Linked DNA regions of Mus musculus: all the other regions are linked to region 4. The links are chromatin contacts, called in public HiChIP or PLAC-seq maps. All regions are on one chromosome and are shown on one strand. Each heading gives the region's core, a stretch centred on a gene start, on an enhancer-like site or on the middle of the called end of the contact. The rest is flanking DNA. Distances are from core to core; before and after follow the strand shown.

The links. HiChIP or PLAC-seq counts read pairs in DNA pulled down with a chosen protein or histone mark.
Region 1: a FOXA1 HiChIP or PLAC-seq map of pancreatic cancer cells shows a contact between it and region 4. The contact joins two enhancer-like sites. A contact is called at or near these places in 3 of 484 Hi-C or Micro-C datasets (bone marrow-derived macrophages, liver and nephron progenitors), 1 of 115 datasets of contacts at active chromatin or transcription factors (pancreatic cancer cells) and 1 of 9 other capture datasets (embryonic stem cells).
Region 2: a FOXA1 HiChIP or PLAC-seq map of pancreatic cancer cells shows a contact between it and region 4. The contact joins two enhancer-like sites. A contact is called at or near these places in 1 of 484 Hi-C or Micro-C datasets (bone marrow-derived macrophages), 3 of 115 datasets of contacts at active chromatin or transcription factors (cardiomyocytes, embryonic stem cells and pancreatic cancer cells) and 1 of 9 other capture datasets (embryonic stem cells).
Region 3: a contact with region 4 is called in an HNF4G HiChIP or PLAC-seq map of pancreatic cancer cells. The contact joins two enhancer-like sites. A contact is called at or near these places in 1 of 484 Hi-C or Micro-C datasets (bone marrow-derived macrophages) and 5 of 115 datasets of contacts at active chromatin or transcription factors (embryonic stem cells, large pre-B cells and pancreatic cancer cells).

What each region holds. Positions count from the first base shown.
Region 1 is chr9:61,807,465-61,810,164 of GRCm38.p6, reverse strand. All of the region lies in intron 3 of Gm34828 (a long non-coding RNA gene), which reads left to right. Among named protein-coding and RNA genes, the nearest start is that of Gm34828, 14 kb to the left of the region's middle. Within about 2 kb of position 1,419, at least 47 of the 459 cell types and tissues checked have an H3K27ac peak or open chromatin away from gene starts, as enhancers often do. A contact at or near this core is called in pancreatic cancer cells, where this site is marked.
Region 2 is chr9:61,637,748-61,640,447 of GRCm38.p6, reverse strand. No RefSeq gene overlaps it. Among named protein-coding and RNA genes, the nearest start is that of Gm34770, 22 kb to the left of the region's middle. Within about 2 kb of position 1,342, at least 18 of the 459 cell types and tissues checked have an H3K27ac peak or open chromatin away from gene starts, as enhancers often do. A contact at or near this core is called in pancreatic cancer cells, where this site is marked.
Region 3 is chr9:61,668,497-61,671,196 of GRCm38.p6, reverse strand. No RefSeq gene overlaps it. Among named protein-coding and RNA genes, the nearest start is that of Gm34770, 8.5 kb to the right of the region's middle. Within about 2 kb of position 1,421, at least 118 of the 459 cell types and tissues checked have an H3K27ac peak or open chromatin away from gene starts, as enhancers often do. A contact at or near this core is called in pancreatic cancer cells, where this site is marked.
Region 4 is chr9:60,958,724-60,961,423 of GRCm38.p6, reverse strand. No RefSeq gene overlaps it. Among named protein-coding and RNA genes, the nearest start is that of Gm5122, 57 kb to the left of the region's middle. Within about 2 kb of position 1,278, at least 6 of the 459 cell types and tissues checked have an H3K27ac peak or open chromatin away from gene starts, as enhancers often do. A contact at or near this core is called in pancreatic cancer cells, where this site is marked.

The sequences.
Region 1 (2,700 bases), core at 170-2,669, 850 kb before region 4:
CTGAAGCTAATTTCTAGAATGTCCCCTTGATGATGCTGGCAACCGCTTTAATACTGACCTAGAGTTAGGCCATGGATCCTGTTCCAAAAGTGCTAAGTCTGAATTTGCTTTACTTGTGGGCAATGAAAAGCCACCCTATGTGGGTGCCTTGCCCCTGGATATCCTGTGGCTGTCTAGTCTCAGGAATGGCTGGTTGTGGTGTGGGAAGTTGGGCACAACCTTGTGAGGTAGTCATCTTTAAGCACTTATTAACGCCGCCTTGAGCCTTCATCCCATACTGGCTTCATGAGCTTCTCTGCTCTCCATTGAGATTGGAAGCTATGTATGTGACACTGAATGTGTCCCCCCCACCCCCATCTTTTTTCTGAGACAGGGTCTCATGTGTCCCACATTGGCCTTGAACTCACCATGTAGTCAAAGATGACTCTGAGCTCCTGATTTTCCTGCCTGCATCTCTGGAGTGCCAGGATTACAGACGGTCTCCGTCATATTAGTTTATGTGGTGTTGAGCAAGTAATCTGCCGGCTGAGCCACATTTCCGGCTGATATGCATCCTTCCTCTATATCACCCAGGGCACCCCCAAAGGCTGACGACCACTGTGGCTTTTCCCCGACCACCCCTGCTTTGGGTAGGCCCCCAGAATGATCCTGACACCTATCCCTATACCCAAATATGAATGGAGGTCACCATGGCCCGTCTCCTGGGATGACCATTGAGAACATCTAATGGTGGCATATCATTAGGGCTGCCAAAACCATTCTTTCCAGAGGAGAGAGTTACTCTTAAATATGAACTCATAGCAGCATCAAAGCAAGCCCACAAAAGCCCACAGCGAGGAATTTTTTTTCTAAATCTATGTCATTAAAACATGGTAGGTGCAAGGGCTTGTCTGCAGGCCCCTCCCACTAAGCTACGGTGATTGACGTCCAGTAGGCCTTCATCTGTCATGCTCGGCTGATGAGGGGATTCATCGATTCTCTGCTTAGTCACCCGGGGCCCGTGAGTACCAGTCCCCACAGGCCTTTCCCATAGATGCCAACTACAGGGTTTGGCTAATAGCCCCAGACTTCTTTACCTTCCCTTTTTACTGACCCCACCCCTAAAGGGCAACCTCCCCTAGTAACCTTTCCAGTCGCTGTGACTCCTCTGGAGTGTTGACTGAGCCAGAGAGCATGCTCCCTCTCTCCCCTCTTGTGTTTGCTCAGTGGAGGAGCCAGCCTTAGGTTCCTCTGTCTTTACAGGAGCCTCTCACAGGGAGGGGTTGTGTGTGTGTGTGGGGGGGGGGTTGTTGGGGAGCAAGGGTGGGGGAGGCAGGGTGGCTTCCTGCCCTGCTGTTGGTTATCACAGGCTCTGCTAATGCTGCTCAAACAATATCGAGAAGAACCCAGCTCAATAGCACCAGTGTTAGGCCGCAGAGTCAATATTGGCTAAGCAAACACCAGAAAAGAAGGAGTTGCTATTTGCGTAGCTAGGAGTGCTTGTGTGCTGTGGCTGCCTTGTCAGGGGCCCTTGGAAAGGAAGGAAGGAGGTGGGGTTGTAGGTGGAGGGCCCAGGAGAGAAGGGCTAACAGGGACTCCTACCTAGCGGGTGCCAACAGTCGGCTTCAGGATTCCTTGTGGTACATCTGAGCACATCTAGCAACCTGCCTTCACCCCTCTGCGTTTTCTACCCAGAATGTTAGAGTGGTTGCCAGATGTCCATCGGAGAAGCAGGGAGGGAAAGCCTCCCCCTGCTGAGATCCAACTGGCAGGTTGTTTAGTTAGACTGAGGAACTCAGGGTCAGAGTTGGGAGAAGGTTTCCCTTCCATGTCTCTTGGGCCTCCAGCTCCCCGTTTTTCCTCTGTGTCCACACTGGCAGCCCCCTTGAAAAGAAAACGCAGTGTGCAAGTATTTCTGCAGCCCGAAGGCCATTCAGCAGCTGACCAGCCAGCTGTGGCCACCGCCCGGCCTGGCCTCAAGAAGCGAGGTGGCTGCGTCTCAGCTCATGTCCCATGTTTGTCTCTAGAGAATTTTGGGCTCTCGTGGCTCTGAGTGGTGACCTTCCCAGAACGATGTACCTATTTATAGAAGTCTGTCCTTGGTTTTGCTTCTTCTTCTGGGCCACCAAGGATGGGCCTGGGTGAGCTTGACCCCTGTACGTGGACAAGGCTGGGTTTGTGGGAGGGCATGTGGCAGGTTGGTGGGGGAACAGGCTGTGTCTTGGTTCTTCATGGAACACTGTAGAGTCCCTCTTTGTACTTGATGGGGTGTGTGGTACACAGACTATTTGTAGACTGGGGAAGGCACAAGGCTTGGGCTTCTGGTGCCACAATCACCAGTCCTAGATACCAGATTTGAGCTGGAACACCGGAGACAGTACCCAATGACTTTAGCCATGTCCTAATGTCCTAACCCTCGAGTCTTTGCCACTCAAGGCTCCTGCCACTCCCAGACAGAGGTGAGTTCAGGAATTCAGAGAATGAGGTACCATGCAAGTTTTAGATACTATCCCTCCTCTGGAAGCTGAGTGCTCTGTTGACCCTGGAGCACAAAGGGAGGCCACCCTTGAGCAGTTTTGAGGGTATGTGTGCGTGTATGTGAATGCCTGACCACAAGCTTTGGCTCTGAAACATGGCGTTTTGGCAAGGAGGGAGGGGAAGCTCCTTTGTGCTCACATATGGCAAAGGATGGAGATATGTTCCTGTGTCAGGATTGAAGGC
Region 2 (2,700 bases), core at 93-2,592, 680 kb before region 4:
TGGTGTCTTAGCAGACCTTTACACCTGGTAGAACCTCCCTGCTGTGTCCCCAAGTGGAGGATTGTAAGGCACTAATTGCCTTCTTGAGGCTCCACCCACATGACATAGTCACCTCCCAAAGGCCCAACCTCTTGAGACATCATGACATTAGGGTTTAGAATTTCAACATTCAGACACGTAAGAAGGGAGGGGGGAAGAAGCAGAGGAAAAGGGAGGAAGGCACATGAATCTTCAACAGAGGTCTCTTTAGAGTTATGTCACTGGCGTGGAGAGATAGCTCGTGCGCTAGCCTCAGGAGCTTGATGTCCTAAATCCAGTGTCACAGTAGAGAGAACCAACTTCCCAAAGACGTCCTCTGACCTCCATCCGTGAGCCGTGACAGAAGCATGCCACAGACACACAATAATAACAATGATAAGTTCAAGCTGCATCATGAACTCCTACAGTGGTGTGTGGTGTGTGTTTACATCTGTGCTCAGCCATTGCTCATACATTCTCCATCCACTATAAATATTCATGTTAAATATCCTCGAAAACTTCACAAGTGGCCTCTACCTACTTGGCTTTCAGTTCACCATCTGTTGAGTGTATGTGTGTCTGTGTATGTGTCTGTCTCTGTGTGTGTGTGTGTGTGTGTGTGTGTGTGTGTGTGTGTGTGTGTGTGTGTGTGCTGGGGGGGGGAGGGGTCAGAAACACAATGTCTCTTTCTCTTGAGCCAGGGTGAAAGAGAAGGAGCGGTGTCTTGGTATTAGAATTGTAGGTCTGCTCCAGCATTGGCTTTCTGCTACTCCAAGGGCTTTCCTTACTCGGCTGTTCAACTTCCTTAACCTCCGTGGGTCTCGTTTTATCTTCCTGATTGAAGGGTCTTCTATCCAGATCCCATAATTTGGTGAAGGGGATCATGTATGCATGGTGATGTAAGATGTATGGGGTTTCTCTTCTTGGATGGCCTAGAATACTTCTTACGGTGGAGGGTAGGAGCCAGGGCACATTCTTGGGAGGTCAACAGGAGCCTCTTTAGTATGCTCTGCTTAGATCTCTGGGCTTATCGATGAACAAAATAGATTATAGACTACATCGGGCAGGAGTAGAGTGTTCACTTCATTTTGCCACTGACAATCCCCATACACAAGTCTTCCAATCTTCTGGACCTCGGTTTCCCCTTCTCTATGATAGTACAATGCCTATCTATGCCAGATACTTTTAGAACGGTGCCAGACATTGCAGAATGCCACAGAGAACGGTGGCTGCCATCACTGTTTGATTAGGCCCCAGTACCGCACTGAATCACATGTAACCAGAAACTCCCAGCTCAAGTAAGAGAAAGAACGCCCAGGTCTTTTGCTTGTTTTAGATCTACTGGTGACTCACGAAAGCACATGACAGTCCCTCGGTGCTGTTTAGAGAACATGGTGAAACTTTAGATGAAGTTTGGCTAAAGGCAGAGTGATTAACTGCTCTCACGCCGGTCCTTCCTTCTCTCCTGGAAAGCCACAGAAATTCAGCCAACGAGATTAAATTATCATTATGCGGCATTGATACCCAACACTGTGCCCATTAAGTGCATTCATTAGCTAGGGAAAGTTTAGCAAATCCCACTTGCTAGCTACTCGAGTCCTAACCCCTCCTTACTTTCCCATCAAAAGGCACCCCCAAGTTTCTATGCACTTATCAAAGACTTCCCAACTTTCTTCCCAAACTATTCCTTACTAGTCTGGAGTTTCTACCCATTGGAGAGACTGCCTTCCGAAGGATATAAATAGGGCCAATTTAGACATCTCTTTTGTCACGGCTCTACCGAGGACTGAAGGACAAAATAAAGAGATTCCTGAGACTTCTTTAAATGTTCCTTCAAGTCTTAGCTCTCTCCTATGTGAGAGCAAATGGATTTCAATTATACCAATCCTGTGAGCAGGAAACACAGAATTGAGGTCTTAAATTCGCCCCATTCACCGGTGATTCGGGTTTGTTTAGGCTGCCAATGAATCTCTGTGCTGGCAGTGTTAGGGCGCCTGGGAGCTTGGTTTGATTTCACATAGAGATGCTTCACCATTCAGGGCAGCATCCCAGGTGTGCAAGGCACAAAGGCCTTGATATCCCTGTGATTTCTCATTGAATTGGGAGTCAATCACACAGCTGTTGAAGTCCCTTCTGCACCACGTTGGCCCTGTTCTGCATGAATTCAGCACGGGGTAGAGCAAGCCCATGGTTGAGCTTCTGGCTGGTCGAGGTAGTCTCTGGAGAAACACCCCACTTACTCTTCTGCCTTGCTCTGGGGTGAAGGAGAAGGCGAAATTTCTCTATGAACTCTGTGGTTTGGCACAGAGGAAAGTGTTTTTGTTCCCTGGTGTGCCCTATCTGCTTCCATTTTCTTATTTCTCTGATGTTTTAGTCTGTATCAGAGCTAATCCTCACGTCAGGTAAGAACTGAGGATCTTCTAGAATATTCTTTCTGCTCAGTGAGCTAAAATATTAGTTTCTGTCACCTCTAGCTAGACTTGCAGCTCTTTGAGATGGGATCATGGGAGACTGCCTTTACCTTCCAAGGAAAATTGGGTAGACCACAGGATGGCTTGAAAGGTGTTGCTCTGCTTAGGACTGAGGCTGCCGAATTAGCTTTAACTATTAGCTTGACATAGACTAGGGTGATCTGAAAAAGGAATTCTCTAGATCAATTGGCCTCTGGGGGATTGTCTTAAT
Region 3 (2,700 bases), core at 172-2,671, 710 kb before region 4:
ACCTGCTTTTGCTCCTACCTATCTGTCTTCCTCAGCTACAGTAACTACAGCTGCTGCTTCTCTGCCCTCTTCCTCTTCTTGCTCTTCCTCCTCCTCCTCTCTCCATAGGCACAAAGCAGGTTTCTGGAACTCTCCATGTCCCTCAGGAACTGAGGAAGACTATCATACTGTCACCAATGGAGTTGGTTTGAATACCCCAGCCAAGATGGCCCATCTTTTAAACAAGCTAATGGGGGCACCCATGTCACAGTGCCACTGTGAGGACAGAGTGAGATGATATTTGCTGAGCTTTTAGCTTAGCATCTGGTGAGCTGTCATGTGATCCCGGCATTTGTTAAATGAGCCATATTACACATTGAAGTGAAGGTGAACTTGGCAGTAAGTTAGCCATACATCACTTTACTTTCCAGCCTCAGCTGCCACAAGCACTGATGTGCTCCAAACAGTCACACACAGCTGGACCCTCGTGCATGTGCTTTCCCAGTGGCTCTTTGACCTTGGGATGGCAACAGGGTCTGGCCACATAAGTCCCTTCTGCACATTCTAACTGCCTCTTACTGCCACTAGGACCCTCTGTGCTGTCCTCTTCAGACAGACCCTGTCCTCCATCTCCAAAGACCTTTCCCAGTGAGCCCCTCACCAAAAGATCTTCCTTCTGCTTCACAGCCTTCCCCTGTTTTGGATTATACTCCCCAGACAGCCCATTCTTTCTTTATCAACGAACAAACAAATAAATCATGATGGTTGACAATTACTAATACAGTTTCCTGGATTGCCACATACACATTGGTTCTCTGTCACATTCTAGACATTTGTCCAACCTCTGCCCTTGGTGAATGCTCTCTGTTCAGGTTATTTGATCTTGGCTGACTGTCAACTCCACAAGGACAGGTGCCCCATGCCAACTTTGCTGCTCTCTGTTTTCCTGGTCCTTAACATGTATGGTGACTGGCTTCTATGTTTTAACATCTTTTTGTTGGGGATAAGCCTAAAGACTATTGTTGCCTTGCCCTAGAGAGAGAGAGAGAGAGATGATGGGATTGAGGGCACCGTCTCTTGAGAGCACACAAAGGTCTCCTCTAAGGGCTGGCAGGAAATGGAGGTGCTGACAAGCAGTTGACAGGTTAAAAGAAGAAAGGCAGACCCCACCCAGGCGGGCGGAAGGTGGTTGCGGTTTCTTTGGTAAGCGATCACCCCAGTCTCTTGCTTTTTTGCCTTCTGTTCCTCTGGCTATGTAACCAGGCCAATCTTCCAGATCAGCTGAGGCCCTTTGGGGGTGGGGATGGGGGTGGGAAGGGACATTCCTTCTCGTGGATAACGCTGTGACTCATCTGGGGAAACAGTTTCAGCCCAGTGGTTCACCCGGGCTAGTTTTTTGTCTCATTTCCCAAGAGCCAATCAGCCTCTTAATTTCTCTCTGAGGTTTGGAGTTTCCCCTCCAGCAACTCAGAGACTCGGCAGAGGTGCTTTGCATAAGTGTGGGAAGCCTTGGAGCTTGAAAAAGGAATAGCTTAGGGAACTGGGAGGCTTCTGGGGGTGCTCAGCAGATATCCACCCCCCCCCCAACCAGGGATGTGGGTTCCATTCTTGTGCAGGCCTAGTTATCTCTTCCTAGGCACTCTGTAAAAGAAATCAACAGAAGAAAAACCAAAGGAGACTCAGGATTCAGCTTTCCATCTCCATGAGCAAGTCAGCGAGAGGGATGCGAGTAGAGGCCCAGGTGACCTGAGGCAGTGACAAGCTGTAGGCTCTATCTGTTACGTGGAGCAGCCACAGGGCTTGACCTACAGCCTACATTTCACAGTTTTGAGGGTGGGGGAGTAGAGTGGTTTGGGACAGTATTTCACTATCTAGTCAAGGATGAACTTGAATTTCTGATCTTCCTACTTCCACCACTCCCACCCCCCAAATTCTGGGATTACAGTTTCATGGGCCATGTCTTCCTCCCCAGCTAAAAATGCTTTGTAAATAAATTGAAGGAGCGCACTCTCAGAGCACATTCTCCTGATTCTGGCATTTCTGTCCCATCAATGATGAGCTTTTTGATTTTTGATTTTTTTGTGATTGGTTGCCCGGCTTTTTACCCAGGATCTGAACTGAGGTTTCTGTGTGCTCAGCAAGTGCATTGACCCGAGGAGGCATCTCTTTAGATACCTGTGACTTCAAAGTCGCTTCCTTTGTCAAGCAGGGCCGTGCAGGAAGAACAAGAGAAAAATAACGAGTTGGTAAACATAAGGTTACTTTGGGTAAATTCTTACTGAGGAGAGAAGCTGTTATCAAGCCCATGGAAACGAGCGGTTGGGGAACATTGGTTCCTATCTTTCATGCTTGCTTAGAAGATCAGACAATCTCCTTTCAGTTTTGGTGACGTAAAACTTGAGTGTAAGTTACCCATGTGAATGAGTCTGCACTGTCAGGACCCAACACAGAAGTTTAGTTCAAAATAATGGCGTCCTCTAATTTAAGTCCAAGATCATCTCCAGGCACCCTAGGCTAATGACATTGTGATTAGTTTTGTCCAAGTGGCCCTAGCAAAGCTCATCAGATACAAGAGAATGAATGTGTCCTGGACCTCAAAAGCTTTCCCATGAGCCAAGCAGGGTGTCAGGCTGGCTCAGCCACAGAGAGCCCTGAAGAGCTCAATGTAGGGAAGGCTTCGTGGTCACAGGCTCTCTAAGAAGGAGTCCCACCTGGGTCACA
Region 4 (2,700 bases), core at 29-2,528:
CTTTGTTCAGAAGGAAGGAGATGTCCAGTCTACTCCACAGCCTCTGGCACTGTGTTTTCTACAGTGACAGCCCAGCATATGTCAATCATGTTTAAAAAAATAAAAAAACCAAACAACTTCACTAAGGGACTGAGGGGCTTGGTCAGTAAAATGCTTATTACCTAAACCAAAGGCCTGGAGACCTCAGCATCAATATAAAAAAATCAGGCACAATGATTCATGGTGCATGTCTATAACCCAGAACCAGGGTGAAGGTGGCCCAGAAACAGGCAGATTGGAGTTCACAGCTAGTCTGACTGAATTGATGCTCTCTAGGTTCATTGAAACAACCTGTCTAAAGACCAGTGGTGCATAGCTGTAACTCCAGCATTGGGATGGGGGTAGTGCAGAGATGGGCAGATTCCAGCTCACTGGTCAGCTAGCTTGACCAAACTGGTGCTCTCTGGGTTCACTAAAACAGACCCTGGTTCAAGACCACATTCCAGTGGAAGGGATTAAAGACCACAAAGTTACATGAAGGGAAGGTGGCGGTGGATTCAGGAGGCATGGGAGAGAACTGAGTGTGACCAAAATACACTGTATGGAATTCTCAAGAAACGGATAAAAACACAAAAATGGAACGAAGAAGAAGAAAAAGAAGAAGAAGGAGGAGGATGAAGAGGAAGAGGAGGAGGAGGAGGAGGAGGAGGAGGAGGAGGAGGAGGAGGAGGAGAAGAAGAAGAAGAAGAAGAAGAAGAAGAAGAAGAAGAAGAAGAAGAAGAAGAAGAAGAAGAAGAAGAAGAAGAAGAAGAAGAAGAAAAGAAAGTGATTGAGAAGACACCCAGGCCAGCTTAGAACACTATCTAGCATAGGACAAGTGTTCAAAACCACACCTTTACTCGTGGCTTGGATGTTCCCTTATAGGCTTGCGACTTGAATGTCTTGCTTTCAGAGAGAATCCGGAAACTTAGGAGACAGGTCTATAACTGGAGGAAGTAGGTCCTGGGTGGGGTGGCGGTGTTCTTGAGGCCATAGCATCCTTGGCTGCTTCCTGGGTTGCTCTCACTTCCTGTCTGCTGGGATGGGAGTTGCTACTACCTTGACTGCATGTCCCCACCACTGTGATGTTCTGCCCAAGTGCCTGCAGTCAAGAGCTAGGGATGAACCTCTGAAATCATGAGCTAAAATACAAATTTCTACACCTTGAGTTCTGTGAGCACGTTCGGTAATGATGGCACCCAGACCAGCTGCAGGAACAGATCAGCATTCCATGAGGTGATTCAAGCATTACATAGTCTTGGGGACAGGGGTAGGAGTATCCAGGATGGGCAAAAGTCATTGGCTGAAGGCTTAAGGTGCTGAGCTGCCTCATTAGCACCTGGAAGCATTCCGGGAATCTCAGGTGCTAACTGAATGGGTTCTTATGGGGAGAACCGGTAATCATAATCAAAGCTAAGAGGAAGCCCTGCTAGTAAAAAAAAAAAAAAAAAAAAAAAAAAAAAGAGTCCTCCATTTTGCACAAAGCCACAAAGCCCAGAAGGCTACCAGGACAATGGTAGACTTCGACCTCAATTATCAGGACAACAATTGGCTACGAAATGTAAATATCTTTAGATATTACTAAGGCTGTATGTCTCTTAGATGATTTTTCCTCCGTAATGATAATGAGTCATTCGTTCACGTCCTGGGAGGGTGAGTGAGTGGGTGTGTTGCTCAACACACAGACTCCCCTCTGCTTGGATCTGTTGATTTACAGGAATGGATTCTATGGAATGTATATCTGTTTTTTTCTAGTAGACTGTAGCAGCAAATTATTTCTCCTATCCTGTTGTTACGGTTTTGGATTACATCTTTATTTATATTATGGGAGTGTGTGCATATCATTGGGTATATGGGGAAGTCAGAGGACCACTTACAGGAGTCAGCTCTCTCCTTCCATCTTGGAGGTCCCAGGAACTGAACTCAAACCACCAGGGTTGCCATCAAGAATCGTCTCACTTGTCCTGTGCTGGCTTCAGTTTGATGCCTGTTTTGTTTTGTTTTGTTTTGATTTGTTTTGTTTTGTTTTTCAAGACAGGGTTTCTCTGTGTAGCAATGGCTGTCCTAGAACTCATTCTGTAGACCAGGCTGATCTTAAATCCAGAGATCCTCCTGCCTCTGCCTCTTGAGTGCTGGGGTTAAAGGCGTGCACCACCACCAATTTTGTTTGACTTTTTAAATTTTTTAGGTAACTCAATCTGCCAAACTTCTTGGGTGTCTTTGGGTTTGCTATCAGGTTCAAAGGGATTTCTTTAACCCAAGACAGATTGATAGTAAAGATAGATGATAGATTAGACAGATGATAGAAGATAAATAGATTGACTAATAGAAAATAAGCAAATAGATACTCAAGTGTATAATTTTCTACATTGTCTTTTAAGCTAGACAAGTTAAAATTGTCTCATATACATGTCATCAAGATATATATGTGTGTACATGTACATATATGTTTGTGTGTATGTATGTACATCTATATATGTGGGTGTATATATACATACATATATATTTGTGTATATACACAGACACACACACACTCACACATTTATTACAGATCTTTGATTCTTTAGGATTTGATACTGTGCCTGGAATGAGTATGTAGCTCACTTGTGTCTTGCACGCAGTGATCTATGCCGCAGCGTCTCATCATTTGGATCACTGATCTCCAGCCAGCCTACCCCAGGA